2 separate regions of the Pan troglodytes genome follow, and region 2 is linked to region 1. Evidence: chromatin contacts called from public Hi-C data. All regions are on one chromosome and are shown on one strand. The core of a region is the stretch at or near the end of the contact, and the rest is flanking DNA. Distances in the headings are between cores, read along the strand shown. Region 1 overlaps EFCAB2 (EF-hand calcium binding domain 2). Region 2 holds the start of HNRNPU (heterogeneous nuclear ribonucleoprotein U).

Evidence for each region. Hi-C and Micro-C count contacts between places; a contact is called where the count stands out from the background.
Region 2: a contact with region 1 is called in a Hi-C map of induced pluripotent stem cells, with 2.5 times the contacts expected there. The contact joins the promoter of HNRNPU here to the enhancer-like site in region 1. A contact is called at or near these places in 3 of 7 Hi-C or Micro-C datasets (induced pluripotent stem cells and stem cell-derived neural progenitor cells) and 1 of 1 datasets of contacts at active chromatin or transcription factors (stem cell-derived excitatory neurons).

Annotation. Positions count from the first base shown.
Region 1 is chr1:4,101,253-4,108,156 of NHGRI_mPanTro3-v2.0_pri, reverse strand. All of the region lies in intron 3 of EFCAB2 (EF-hand calcium binding domain 2), which reads left to right. LOC112207073 (U6 spliceosomal RNA) reads left to right here and starts at 537; the gene lies at 537-640. Within about 2 kb of position 3,691, at least 3 of the 24 cell types and tissues checked have an H3K27ac peak or open chromatin away from gene starts, as enhancers often do. A contact at or near this core is called in induced pluripotent stem cells, where this site is marked.
Region 2 is chr1:4,289,911-4,296,814 of NHGRI_mPanTro3-v2.0_pri, reverse strand. HNRNPU (heterogeneous nuclear ribonucleoprotein U) reads right to left here and starts at 4,459. Exons shown (of 14, transcript NM_001280278.1): 1 at 3,652-4,459; 2 at 2,609-2,720; 3 at 2,451-2,524; 4 at 307-446. The coding sequence starts at 4,285.

The DNA of each region.
Region 1 (6,904 bases), core at 2,442-4,941:
CCTGGGCGACAGAGCGAGACTCTGTCTCGAAGGAAAAAAAAAGAAAGAAAGAAAGAAAGAAAGAAAAAGAAATCAAATGTCTCAGCATATTTTAAATACTTTATATGGAACAGTTGATTTTCACTTTCTTTCAAAAGCCTACCAAAATTGAGGAGTTAGCGTTTTTTTAATCCCATGAAATCGATTTAAAAGGAAGAAAATTATTTTTCAAAGGGACAAAATGTTTTTTTCAAGAGTAGTATTCGATTTCTGTTTTGTGTACATGGTAGAATACTGAGTGAGTTGCTCCTGGCCACTCTCGCTGTTGAGGAGATGAACCCGTGCAGGGACGGCCCCAGGAAGGCCTCTTTAGCTGTCTGAATGAAGTGATTTTGACTCTCACCATCAGTGGTGTGCTGGATCCAGACCGTGCCGACTTATCCCAGCTCACAAGAGCTAATGGTTAACTTTCAGGAATTCTGCAAAGTATTGTTAAAGCTAGTTCATATTAAAAATAAATTATATAGACTTAATTCAGTTATATTAAAAAGCAAGGGTGCTTTCTTCAGCAGCACTTATCTAAGATCAGAGCAACATCGAGAAGATGAGCATGGCACCTACACAGGCTGGCACACACATTTGTGAAGCGTTCCATATTTTTTCAGGTTATTCTGTATAACATGCAAAATAAATGCTTTTATTAACAATGACAAAAAGAAAGGTAATTGTAATAAATGCTTACAATTTACCACTTCGTAATTACTTTCCTATATTTTACTCATACTTATGCTTTGAGGTTATTTGTGTCTAGTGTATGTGTGGTGGCTGTACCATATAATGGTATGCTATTGTCATTTCTTCCAGACTCCACCTTTAGTGATTTCATGTTTGTAATTGGCAGCTTGAAATCGATCTTGGAACAATGGAAATAAAACCACAATGGAAATAAAAAAGGATCCAAATCAGGACTTTTTGCCTATGAGGAGCCAGTGATAACCAGCCCATTACTATATGCAAAACGAGTTTATATCTTTTTTCTCTACTCCAAAAGCTTAACAAAAGAAGGAATTATTAAACTTTAAAAAACGATTTTAATTTTATTTTACTACATTGGTTTCAGTTTTTTATTTTATTTTATCATTTATTTATTTATTTTTGAGACGGAGTCTCACTCTGTCACCCAGGCTGGATTTATTTATTTATTTATTTATTTATGTATTTATTTATTTACTTTTTTTGAGACGGAGTCTCGTTCTGTTGCCCAGGCTGGAGTGCAGTGGCGCCATCTCGGCTCCCCCTCCCGGGTTCAAGGGATTCTCCTGCCTCAGCCTCCTTAGTAGGTGGGATTACAGGCACCTGCCACCACGCCTGGCTATTTGTGTGTGTGTGTTTGTGTATTTTTAGTAGAGACGGCATTTCACCATGTTGGTCAGGCTGGTCTTGAACTCCTGACCCCAAGTGATCCACCTGCCTCGGTACCCCCTCCCCCGACCCAGCCCCAACAAAGTGCTGGGATTACAGGTGTGAGCCACCATGCCTGGCTTGGTTTCAGTTTTTTAAATAGTTTTTTGAAAAGATAACTTCAATAATTTTAAATTCTTTAATAATTTTAATAATGTTAAAAATGGTTTTAAAAGTTTGCTTTAATTTAATTGAATTTATTTATGTTGAGACAGAGTCTTGTTCTGTCACCCAGGCTGCGGTGTGATGGCAGCATCCCAGAGCTCACTGCAGCTTCAACCTCGCCTGCTCAAGTCATCCTCTCATCTCAGCCTCCGGGGTAGCTGGAACTACAGCCACACACCACCATGCCTGGCTAATTTTACATTTTTTTGTAGAAACAGGGTCTTACTGTGTTGCTCAGGGTGGTCTTGAACTCCTGGACACAGGTGGTCCTCCCGCCTCAGCCTTCCACAGTGCTGGGATCACAGGTGTGAGCCACCTTGCCTTGTCACTGGTCGAGGGTTGTGACTGCAAGTTGTCCAGGTTCTTGGCATTTTGAACAAAGAATTGGACAAAATGCCCAGCAAAGCAAAGCAAAGTAAAGTATGAAGCAACAAAAGAACAAAAGCAGGGATTCACTGAAAATGAAAGTATACTCCACAGTGTGGGAGTGGGCCAGAGCAGCAGCTCCAGGGCCCAGATGCAGAATCTTCTTGGGTCCAAATACCCGCTAGCAGTTTTCCATTGGCCACTTCATGTCCATCTCATGTAAATGAAGTGCTAGCCCACAGTCCGTCTGAATGGTTGCAGAAAGCAGCCAACCAGAGGCTGAAGTGAAGTTACAAAGGTCACACCCCTGTGCAAACAGGAGTTGGTTTTCGCAGCCAATCAGAGGCTAGGGTGAAGTTACAAAGTTATACCTCTATGCAAACAAAGACTTGGCAGGCCATCAGTCTGACTGGTTGTGGACAGCAGCCATCAGTCTGACTGGTTGTGGACAGCAGCCATCAGTCTGACTGGTTGTGGACAGCAGCCATCAGTCTCACTGGTTGTGGACAGCAACCATTCAGAGGCCGGAGTGAACAAAGATGCAAACGAAGACTCAACCCGCAGTCAGTCTGGTTTGTTGCAGACAGCCAATTTCCCATCTGCCTACCAGAAAAGGTAGTGAGTTTGCAAAGGGAGTAGCCTCTGGTCCTTTTGTTACTTAGGCTGGAAAGTTAGGGTTTTCCTTTCAATTTAGTTCTAGGAAGTCAGTGTGAAATAGCCTTAGGATCCCTGCCTCCAGACCCTATTGCCCTGCCTCAGCCTGGCCTAAAAGCTTTACTTTAATCTTCAATCAATTCACTTAATTCAAAGTTTCATTTAGTAGAAATAGGTTAACCAACCTTAATATTATATATGATTTTATCAATTATGTTATATTTTTGTTTCATTTTCTAGTTCCTGTCTAATGTATTGTTTTCTTATTTCTAAACTTCTTTCTTTTATTTTCATCATTAAGCTATGAATTTTTTTTCCTATCTCCTGTAACTTTCTTTTCACTTATTTCAGTGTTTTTACATTTTTTTCTTCAGCTGTCTCCCTTTGCAGACAGACCTTGATCTCTTTCTCAGAATGAATGGCCTGATCTTTTCCGACCTGTGCTCCTTCTCGCCGTCTCTTTTATTCTTAGCTCACCTTTAGGATCCTCACTACTCCTGAGGCTGAACTGTTAGCAATACGGTTTCCTCCACTGTGGCCAGGATCCCAGCTCCATCCGGATACCATCTGGACATGTGCAGGGCCCACCTGGCCCCTTCTGCTGTTTTCCCATGTCTTTGGCACCAGAAATACGATGCGAGGATAGTGCATAGGATCATTCGGTCATTTGTGCCTCTAGCCCCGTATTTCAGAACATGGGAGGACAAGAGAAGCTCCGAGTCGTTTTTGCTTCTGCTGTAATTTGTTTTTATTCTCATCTCAAGGAATTTGGAAGGCCTTTTGAAATAAATGCATCTCATTCCATTATCATTTGAGGAAAGAGACATTTGAGAGGAAAGGGCGATTAATATTTAAACACCACCTCCCTTCCCCTACCTCATTTGCCCTTGTATTTTTTTCTTCTCACTCGCTGTCTTATATTGCCTTTACTGGGCAACTACGTCAACAAATTGCCACTGAAAGGCACCTGACTGGTGAGCTGCCTTGAGCTGAGGTCAGTGTGATCCTTCAGCTGGGAGCCGCTGCTCCGTTTTAGAGGGCGAGCCATTGCTACCGCTGATGAGCTGAGCCTGGGGCTCAACGAGTCCATCTGAAAAGCCATCTCTCTTCCAGCAGCAGGGAGCCGCCTGCAGTGCTGCTTTCATCAGCCTTCGTGAAGGATGAAAAGGGCTTCGTCTTTTCCACACACACTTGACTCGAGCAGCGTGGGGGTTTGGAGCACTGATCTCCCCTACCGTTGAAAATCCACATGTAACTTTTGACCCTCCCGAAACACAACTAACAGCCTGCTGTGGACTGAAAACCTTACTGATAACATAAACATCAATTAACATATTTTGTATGTTATATGGATTATCTACTGTATTCTTACACTAAAGTAAACTAATGTTACTTTAATAAGAGAGAACATTAGGCCAGGTGCAGTGGCTCACGCCTGTAATCCTAGCACTTTGGGAGGCTGAGGCAGGTGGATCACTTGAGGCCAAGAGTTCAAGACCAGCCTGGCCAACATGGTAAAACCCCATCTCCACTAAAAATACAAAAATTAGCCAGGCGTGGTGGCGGGTGCCTGTAATCCCAGCTACTTAGGAGGCTGAGGCAGGAGAATCGCTTGAACCTGGGAGGTGGAGGTTGTAGAGAGCTGAGATGGTGCCACGGCACTCCAGCCTGGTCGAGAGAGCTAGACTCCATCTCCAAAAAAAACAAAACAAAACAAAACAAAACAGAAAATGTTATTAAGAAAATCATAAGGGGCTGGTGCAGTGGCTCATGCCTGCAATCCCAGCACTAGCACTTTGGGAGGCCAAAGCAGGTGGATCACTTGAGGTCAGGAGTTTGAGACTAGCCTGGCCAACATGGTGAAACCTCGTCTCTACTAAAAATAAAAAAATAAACTTAGCTGAACATGGTGACACGTACCTGTAATCTCTGTTATTTGAGAGGCTGCGGCAGGGGAATCGCTTGAACCCCAGAGGTGGAGGTTGCAGTGAGCTGAGATGGTGCCACTGCACTCCAGCCTGGGTGACAGAGCGGGACTCTGTCTCAAAAAAAAAAAAAAAAAAGGAAGAGAAAATATATTTACTCCTCCTTAAGAGGAGGTGGATCATCATAAAGGTCTTGATTCTCATCTTCACGTGGAGGAGGCTGAGGAGGAGGAGGTGGAGGAAGAGGGGTTGGTCTTGTTGTTTCGAGTGGCAGAGGCAGAAGAAAATCCACATCTAAGTGGGCTTGTGTTGTTCCCACCATGTTGTTGAAGGGTCCACTGTGCCTTTCTTTTACCTGCAAGGAATGGTAGGCTGATACACAGCCTCATCTCAACTTTTACTTCAGGAAACAATATTTTAGGTCTATCCAGGGTCGCCAAGTTTCTGAAGTACTGAGTGAAAATGTTGTAACTAATATATTTTGTTATGAAACTGAGGATTAAGACATCCTTCATAACCAGCTTGTCAAGCCAAAGTGATACAGATAGTATAACACAAGAGTAAATTGTTGTATAAGTAGTTTATGTATATGAGGCAGGGTTTCTGTTATCCTTTGTTATTACTGTGGTTTTGATGGATGAGAGTGAAATGTGCTTATCTTGTTTTTTTTTTAAATAAAATCTTTTTATTTAAAAAATTTCAAACTTCTAAACGGTAAGAGTGTTGCCCTGAACTCCTGCGCACTTTTACTTAGATTCGCCAATCCCTCATGATCTGCCACATTTGTTTTCGCCTCCTCTTTCTCCTTCTCCCTCTCTCCCCTGTTTCTCTCTATATATGCACAAACACACATACCTATTTATACATTTTATTATTATTATTTTCATCATCACCATTTTGCTAGACTATTTGAGAGTAAATTGTAAACATTGTAACCTTTCCCTGAAATGCTTCACTGTGGATCTTCTTTCTTTCTTTTTTTTTTGGAGAAAGGTGTCTTGCTATATTGTCCAGGTGGGAAATGGACATGAACTCCTGGGCTCAAGTGGTCCTCCCACCCCAGTTTCCCAAGTAGCTGGGACTATAGGTGTGCACTGCTGGGGTCTTCCTTTCTTTCTTTTTCTTTTTTTTTTTTTTTTTTTGAGACAGAGTCCCACTCCATCACCCAGATTGGAGTGCAGTAGCTCAATCTCGACTCACGCAACCTCCACCTCCCAGGTTCAAGTGATTCTCATGCCTCAGCCTCTCGAGTAGCTGGACTTAACAGGTGTGTACCACTACAGCTGGCTAATTTTTGTATTTCTAGTAGAGACAAAGTTTTGCCATGTGGGCCAGGCTGGTCTCCAACTCCTGGCTTCAAGTGATCCACCCACCTCGGCCTCCCAGAGTGCTGGGATTACAGGCGTGAGCCCCTGTGCCCAGCCTCAGTGTGGGCTTCTGAGACAAGAACATTCTCTGACATAAGCCACAGTGTCTGTGTGTGCTCTTAAAAATCATCTTAGAGTCAGATCACTTGGGTTAAGGTGTCATTTGGCTCATTCCTCTGCTTCTTGCAGGTGCATTTCTAAACAGTACAAAACTGATATTTTCTGGGAGTGATAGACCGAAATTCTTATGGGGGCCAGCCTGTGATATAAAAGTGAGAATCCGACAGAGTTCATACTGTACTCATGACATGTATGTATGCCCCACCTAAACAAATAAACACGCCAATCCTAGACTAAAAAAAAACTGTAATAAGAAAAAATAAACAACAACAACAACAACAAAAATATCCGATGGCCAAATTTGTCACTTGGGTCAACAATTTGCGGCCCTGGACCTACGGCCAAAGCTCCCGTGGGGTGGAATATCCACAGCTTTCTTTGGAAGCACTGTGTTATAGTTCAGAAGTTCTCCTTCAAGTCTGAATGCTTGACTGAGATTTGTGAGAGGCAGCAGTTGCAGTGGCAGGTAGCATGAGAGCTAGGCTGTGTGTGTGAATCCCGTTTCCACCATTTGCTACCCGTGTGATCTTGGGAAAATGTCTTAACCTTTCTGTGGTTCACTTTTCCTCATCTGTAAAATAGTACCTTTCACACAAAGCTGTCATGAGGAAGAAGTGAGGAAGAATATTTAAAGCACCTTACACCAGAGTCTGGCACGTGTAATAAGTCACTGTAGAACTGGATTCTGCGAAGACGAACCTGATGGCTAGAGGCTATTTTTTCTCACATCCATGCAGATCATGATCCTGGTATAAGGGGAGAGGGATGTGAGGACTGTTCCTCCTGGAAGACCCAGAGAAGATGTTCATTCTTGAGCCAGAAAGCTACTTAATCTACTTTTCTCCCATTGTGAGTGACTTTCTTTTG
Region 2 (6,904 bases), core at 3,210-5,709, 190 kb before region 1:
GGTGGCTCATGCCTGTAATCCCAGCACTTTGGGACGCCGAGACAGTGTATCACCTGAGGTCAGGAGTTGGCGACCAGCCTGGCCTACATGGTGAAACCCCATCTCTATTAAAAATACAAAAATTAGCCAGGTGTGGTAGTGTGTGCCTCTAGTCTGAGCTACTTGAGAGACTGAAGCAAGGAGAATCGCTTGAACCCAGGACGCGGAGGTTGCAGTGAGCCTAGGTTGCACCACGGCAATCCAGCCTAGGGAACAGAGTGAGACTGTCTCCACAAACAAACAAACAAATCATAAAATTGCATTTACCTTCATCTCAAAACACACTTTGCCTTTTGACACACCATAGGATGCTCTTCCTCCAGCCCAAAGAAAAGCAAAACTCTCCATTGTAAGGGAAGAAGCACTGAGACGATCTCTTGATATTTTAAAATGTAGATCACAATTATCTGTAATTATATCAAATACTATGTTACTTTTGACATCCAATGTAAACATATCTGCTATATAGACAAAACTTGGTTACTTAATTTTTGCATGTACTTAATGCTGCACAACTTTTCTCCACATCATGCTGTTGTTCCAATTTTCAGTTTAAAGCCCCACTCCCACCAAGTCACTCCTGTTAAATTATGTACTGAAAAGTAAACTGCCTGTGAAACTAATACCAAGGTTTAACATGTATATTTTAAGTATTTAAAATAATCAAGACAATGTGACATTAATACATACCTGCTCTGCTCTTTACCTTGATTTAGAGGCAAGCAGTAGAGGATAGCAGGAAATCAAAGTGAAGCATGCCAGAACCAGGTAGATTTACCAGTGCCACATTAAAACTGAAGGGAGGCCACGATCAAATTATTTTAAAATAGGAGTATGAGCTGCTGTTGATCCTGCACCAGGGCTCTAGCTCCTAAATTCTTTTTCTAAAACTTGTGAAGAAGACAGCCTAAATCTATGAAGTACAAACCTGGCCGTCTAATGCTGTTAATAGTGCAGCATTTTAGGTCCTCTTTACCCAGGACTGCCTGTTCAACAATTAGGGATTAATTGCTTCCCGGATTATCCAAATCCAAAGTGTCTTTAACCCAGCTACCTATGGGTCACTGGCTCATTAACATGCACTTCCTCAGACTTCTCACTTGAACAGCTAAAGTCAAGCTGGAACTCATTTTCTTTTTACTGATCAGAGAAAAATAAATCTACAGTTTGGAATTTTTCTTAAATTAGAATTATTCTAATTAACAGAATTTAATTCAACAGATTGTTTGAATTCAACATTGTACTTATATATTGACATATTCCTGATTTGCTAAAAAATCTAACAATTACATTACCTGTGTGAGTCACCACTTCACTACCTTGCCAATTCCTAGCAACTTCTTATTTATACAACCCAGAATTTCACTAAAACTTTCAAATCAACTAACTCCTTTTTCACCTGCAGTTTTTTCTTTTAAAAAGGCTCAGATGACTATCTCAACCTTCTGTAAAGGATATTCCAGTAAGAAAGACTTTTACATTGACACTCTTACAAATCTGAATAAAGCCAATTTGTACAAGAAAACATGAGAAGCTAAGCTCCAATGCCTTCCATCTAACACAGCAGGCTGACACCATAGCTGATACTTTTGAAACAGTTATTTTTATCCTTTGGTCTATTTATCACACCCAGAGTTGTACATTCTCATCACTAAACCAACTACGTTTTTTTGTAACAACAACAAAAAAAAAACAAGTCTGACAGTCAAAGCCCACTTAGAGGTTTGCGATACTTTCTCACTCAATTGCAACCCAACTGGGTAAAGTAGCAGTATTTATTTACAGTGCTGCACTGCCATTGATACCATTCGCTGCTGAAGAAAGCTAGTGGCCCAGTGATAGCCCACTGCTGCTGCCTCAGGTCTTTGGAAGAAATCAACTTATGTTTAAAGCAGCAGCTACTGAACTGGAATTGAGAACAAAAGAGCAGTTATTGAAAAAGTAGTATTACAATCTTTTAAAATAGGGAATATACTTGTGTGCTAATGGGAGAAGTCATTAGTAAATATTTAACTAGCCCAAATAGCTCACTTAATATAATTCCACAAAAAAATGAATTACTTTATTGTAGAAGCCTGTAAGGCTAAATCATAGGTAGTGTTACAAGTTTCCGTTAGCTAATCAAAAACTGGCATTAATTTTACATTTCCTAAGAATGAGAACTTTCAATTCATAAAAATACGAAACTCCTAGAGCCTGTAAAATAATCCACTTAATACAACTGATGACGTGCTAAATATTAAACTACTAGGTTCTGAATGTAAACCATTATCTTCCTGCTTTTAAAAAAACTAACCCAAGTTTTGCTGCACTTAAGCATTAAGTTTTCTAACATTCTGGAACCAAAAAAAAAAAAAAAAAAAAACCACCATCACCGCATTTCATAATTGGGGAGAAACAGCTTCACTTACAAGTATCAAGACAAACCACTGTGTCATCGAAGTGTTCATCTTCTTCTTCAACAGGTGGCTGAGGAGATTTGGCTCTGAAAGACAGAATTGTCTCCTGATACAGCTTTCCGATCAACGAACGAGTAAGGGATGAGTAAAACTAGGTGAGCATCCTATACCTGCTATACTTGTTCTCTTCAATGTACTCAAAATATCCACGGCCATGATCTTCTCGTGGTCTTTTAACACCCCTCTTTTTATCTCCGCCTTTCTGTTCTGTTTTGCCGTCCCCTGAAACACACACGAGCCCCATAAAAGGCCAAGCCTCTAAACAACAAAAAAACGCTTTTCCGTTCCGAGAACCAAAGCAGCTCGACTTTATCCTGCTTTTTAACTGAGGTTTTAACCGAGGACTCAAATGTGAATTCAAAGAACAATCAACTACGAATTCGATTGGCGCTAGTGACGCAGTCTAAAGACGTTACTAATTTTGCCAGTCTCCTCGATGATTCGAGAAAGCCAAAGAAAAACTGCGCGGCCCAGGCCCGAAGCCCACGTGTATCCCGAAGAGGGCGCGGGGAGGGGGAGGGGCCGAGCCCGGCGCGGCGGCGCTCCCCTCCCCCGCGGGCCCGCGCTCCCCGCGGCCGCATTGTACTGATCTTCCGCCCCCCGCCCCGCCCGGCTCCTCCCGCCGGAAGTGACGTCACGCCGAGCCCCTGCGCTCCTTGCACAATACAGCGGCGAGGAGCCGCCAAAGCGCGCCCGCCCCGGGACCTGGGGCCTCTCCCCTCCCCCCGAGACATGTGCCCGCACCGCGCGCACGCAGCGCGACGGCGCCACCGCGGGCCGACCGGGCTCCCTCCCGCCGCCCGCCCGCGGCTCCTCCCCCTACAGCGGCAGCTGCAGCTCCCCCCGGCTCTCGAGCCACATAATGGAGGCGCTGCCACCGCCGACACACACACACACACGCGCGCGCGCGCGCACACACGCCCCGAGCCCGAGGCCTCTCGGCTCATCTGGGATTCCCCGCGCCCCCTCCCCCACCCTCACCGCGGCGCCCTCCCGCCCGGGGCTCCCTCCCCCTGCGGGGCTCCGGCAGGCCTGGGGCACGGTCCCCACCCCGCGCGGGCCTCCCGCCGCGCGCAACGTACAACGCAGCACTCACCCGCCGCCGGAGCCCCGGGGCGACCGCCGCCTCCGCCGCCTTCCGCCTTCTTCTTACCTCCCGCCTGCTGCTGGCCCTGCCTCGCCCCGGGCGGCGCCACCGTCACCGCGAACAGCGAGGTGGGGCCGCTGCTCTTCCCCGCGGCCTCCTTGGCGGCCCCGCGCTGCTGTTGGGGCTGTTGCTGCTGCGTCGCCGGCGGTTGAGGCTGCTGCTCCCCGTGCCCGTTCTCGTCGCCCGCGCCTTCCTCTTCGTCCCCGAGCTCATCTTCCCCTTCCTGGAAACCCTGATCGTCGCCGTTCTCGTCTTCCGAGGCGGCCTCCTCCTCCTCCATCGGGCCCGAGTCGGCCGCCCCCGCGGCCCCGTTCTCCTCTCCTAGCTCCATCTGGTCGCCGTCCAGAGCGGAGATTCCTTCCTCCTCCTCTTCCTCTTCCTCCTCCTCTTCATCGCCGCCGGCCGCGGCCTCCTGCTCGAGGCCTGCTCCCGAGCGCCCAGCGGAATCCCCGCCCAGGTCTAGGCTGCCGTTCCCGGGCTCCATGGCGGGGCGGCCCCCGGCCTCCTCGTCGTCCAGCGCAGCCTGGAGTCGCTCCATGAGCTCGGCCTTGAGACCCTTGTCAGAAAGGCGTCGCTTCTTGAGCTCCTCTTTCAGCTCCGACACCTTCAGCTTTTTTACATTAACAGGCGAGGAACTCATGGTGAGGGCCCCGATTCACCGCTAGGCGCTGCCTCAAACTCGGCTCCGCTCACTCGGCCACTGGTGGCGGCTGCTGCGGCTGCTCCTCGGCCGGGGCGGCGGCTGCGGCTGCGGCTGGAGATGGGTTCGTGCTGCAGAGCGGATCCGCCTGCTGTCGAACGGCGCCAATTCCTTTCACCGAGTTCGCGAGGGAGACGCGGAGACTCGCCTGGCGCGAGCGAGCACGCAACGTCCTCTCGCAGGAGCGGCGCCGCTCACGTAATATAGGCGCCCCGCCCCCTGCGCTGACGGGAGCGCTGCGCAGGAGGAAAGCCGGAGCGCGCCCGCGCTCGGCCCCGCCCATTACCGTACTTACCTCCCCGCCCCCACGCCGAACCCGGGCGGAGAGCGCTGTAGAGGCCGCGCAGTGCGCTTCCAATTGGGACTGAGCAAATGGAGGAAAAGGAAACCGCCTTTCAGTTCAACCGACTCACTGCATGATATATTGGCCTTTCTGGGTCTTTGGTGGCTATACTCGTTTGGCTTTTCTCCTTCCCAGCTTGGAGGCTGCTTTATCCAAATGCTTTCTTCAGTCCTCAACTTGGCGTTTCAACCCGAATCCGCCTTTTCTTCCATCTTAGATCTGCCTTCTTATGTGTTTCTCCAGCTCTTCGTTTAAAACTCCTTCAAATCGTATCTCAGTTTTGACTGGTATAGCATACATTGGCAACTGTTAACACGCAGCGGCTCTTTTCCTCATAATACTGTATTTGGTTTAATTTGTGTGAGTCCTGCCTTGCGAATTGGATTTTAAGTTCGAGAAGGGCAAGGGCAGAACCGTTCTTTTGTCTGTTCCACACCCCGGGTGCGGGGCCTGGGAAGTAGAGGCTTTGCTTACTACTCCGTACTGCAAACCTTAGTTTACCTGCCTTTGCAGGGCAGCTGTTCTCATGCTCTTAGTAGCCCTGAATAAACCTCAGAATTGCATTTCCAAGTTTTCTGTACCTACCACGAAGACGGACCTCCAGTAACACTTGTTCTGTCCACTTTAGGACCTGGTCATCAGCTACGAAGTCCCAGTAGCTAACCGTGAGGGTGAGACCCAGCTAAGTCTTTGATTATAGGCCCACTTGATTCTCTTCCTATTCCTGTAGAAATACTCTTGACCAAATTATTCTGAAACTTAAAGTTTATGAAAAATCAAGGGCTGTGATTTTGTAAAAAGAAAAATGGACTATCGCTCTTGAAAAGAAATCCGTTATTTTATATGTTAGAAGTTTACTTTTTCTCTTTAAATAAAAGATGTGATGTTCTCGAAGTTTTAGATAGGGAAGTCAGAATTTAGATTCGTGATAGAGGTTAACATCTTAAGCCCTAGATAATCTGCAGTGTCCAGCCAGTGTTCCATCTGACTAAGGAGATGGTTTATACCCACTGTTTGGTGCTCTAGGTGGCACAATAATATTGCCCCATTATTAATTTGAAATTTGGAAGTAAACACATTGAAATTTCTCCCATAGGCTAATATGATTTAACTAATTGATACATTTTATTTTTGAAGTTTATTTTCAGTAGCTTTTATGAAGCATTCTACCATACCTTGCAGTCATGTATACGTGAAATATTAACACTTGTGAAATGATTTGACTTGAAATTAATGGACTATGTACAGTACTACTGATAATCCCCAGTTCAAGTTCAGTGGTGAGGATAGCCCCCAAAATAGAAACTTCCAAACAGTACCAGAAACTCATTTTAGCCTTTGGTTATAATTTTGAAGGTATGAATAAGCCACAAACTGGAATTTGAAATTTTGTCTTCGTTCAGAAATGGGAAGAGAGCTACAGGGGGTTTACATGTTCACAAACTAGATAATCCCTTAATGAATCAGAGTTAAATACAATTATGATGGTTCCTTAAATTTATGTGTCCTAGATATTATTTACACCTTTAAATATTAGTTATATGAAAACAAATTTCATTTACTGGAAAACACTAAACTATGAAAACAAAGTTTGTATATCTACATATAGTAGATCTGTAACAGTCACTCTTGGAACATTAAGTCAGTTGCAATAATAAACATGAAATACAACTTTTGATGCTCACAAGAAAGTTCTATGGCTTTATCTCCAAAAGTTTTGGAGAACTTGAGAGCTGGATGGGGCCTGGAGATCGATCTGCAGTCCTGTTCATTTTACTGCCCAGGAAGCTGGGACCCTCACCCCCCACACCAATGGGCTTTCTATTACATTGTGCTGCCTTAGACAGCATTTGAAAGAAAAACAATTTCTGCTCAAAGAACCATCATCATACTATCCTTTTCACAAACAGAGGAAATATGCCATTCCATAGTCTTATGCTACCACTTCAAAGTACAAATGGTGACATCTTATTGATCATTTTTGCTTCTTATATTTTTAATGCTATCATGATAGTCCTGCTCTACAGAGACCTGTTAAAGTGCAGGTCACTTCCTGTAAATCTCTGAAGGACCTCTAAGACTATTTAAATTCCCCCTGTGTGAAATCCTAGAGGCTACCAAGAATACCGCGTGCCGGAGGAGACAAGTTAATTCTCAATAACAAAAAATGATTCAAGAATGACCTATGAATAATTGATCTGTGAGAGGTAACTACA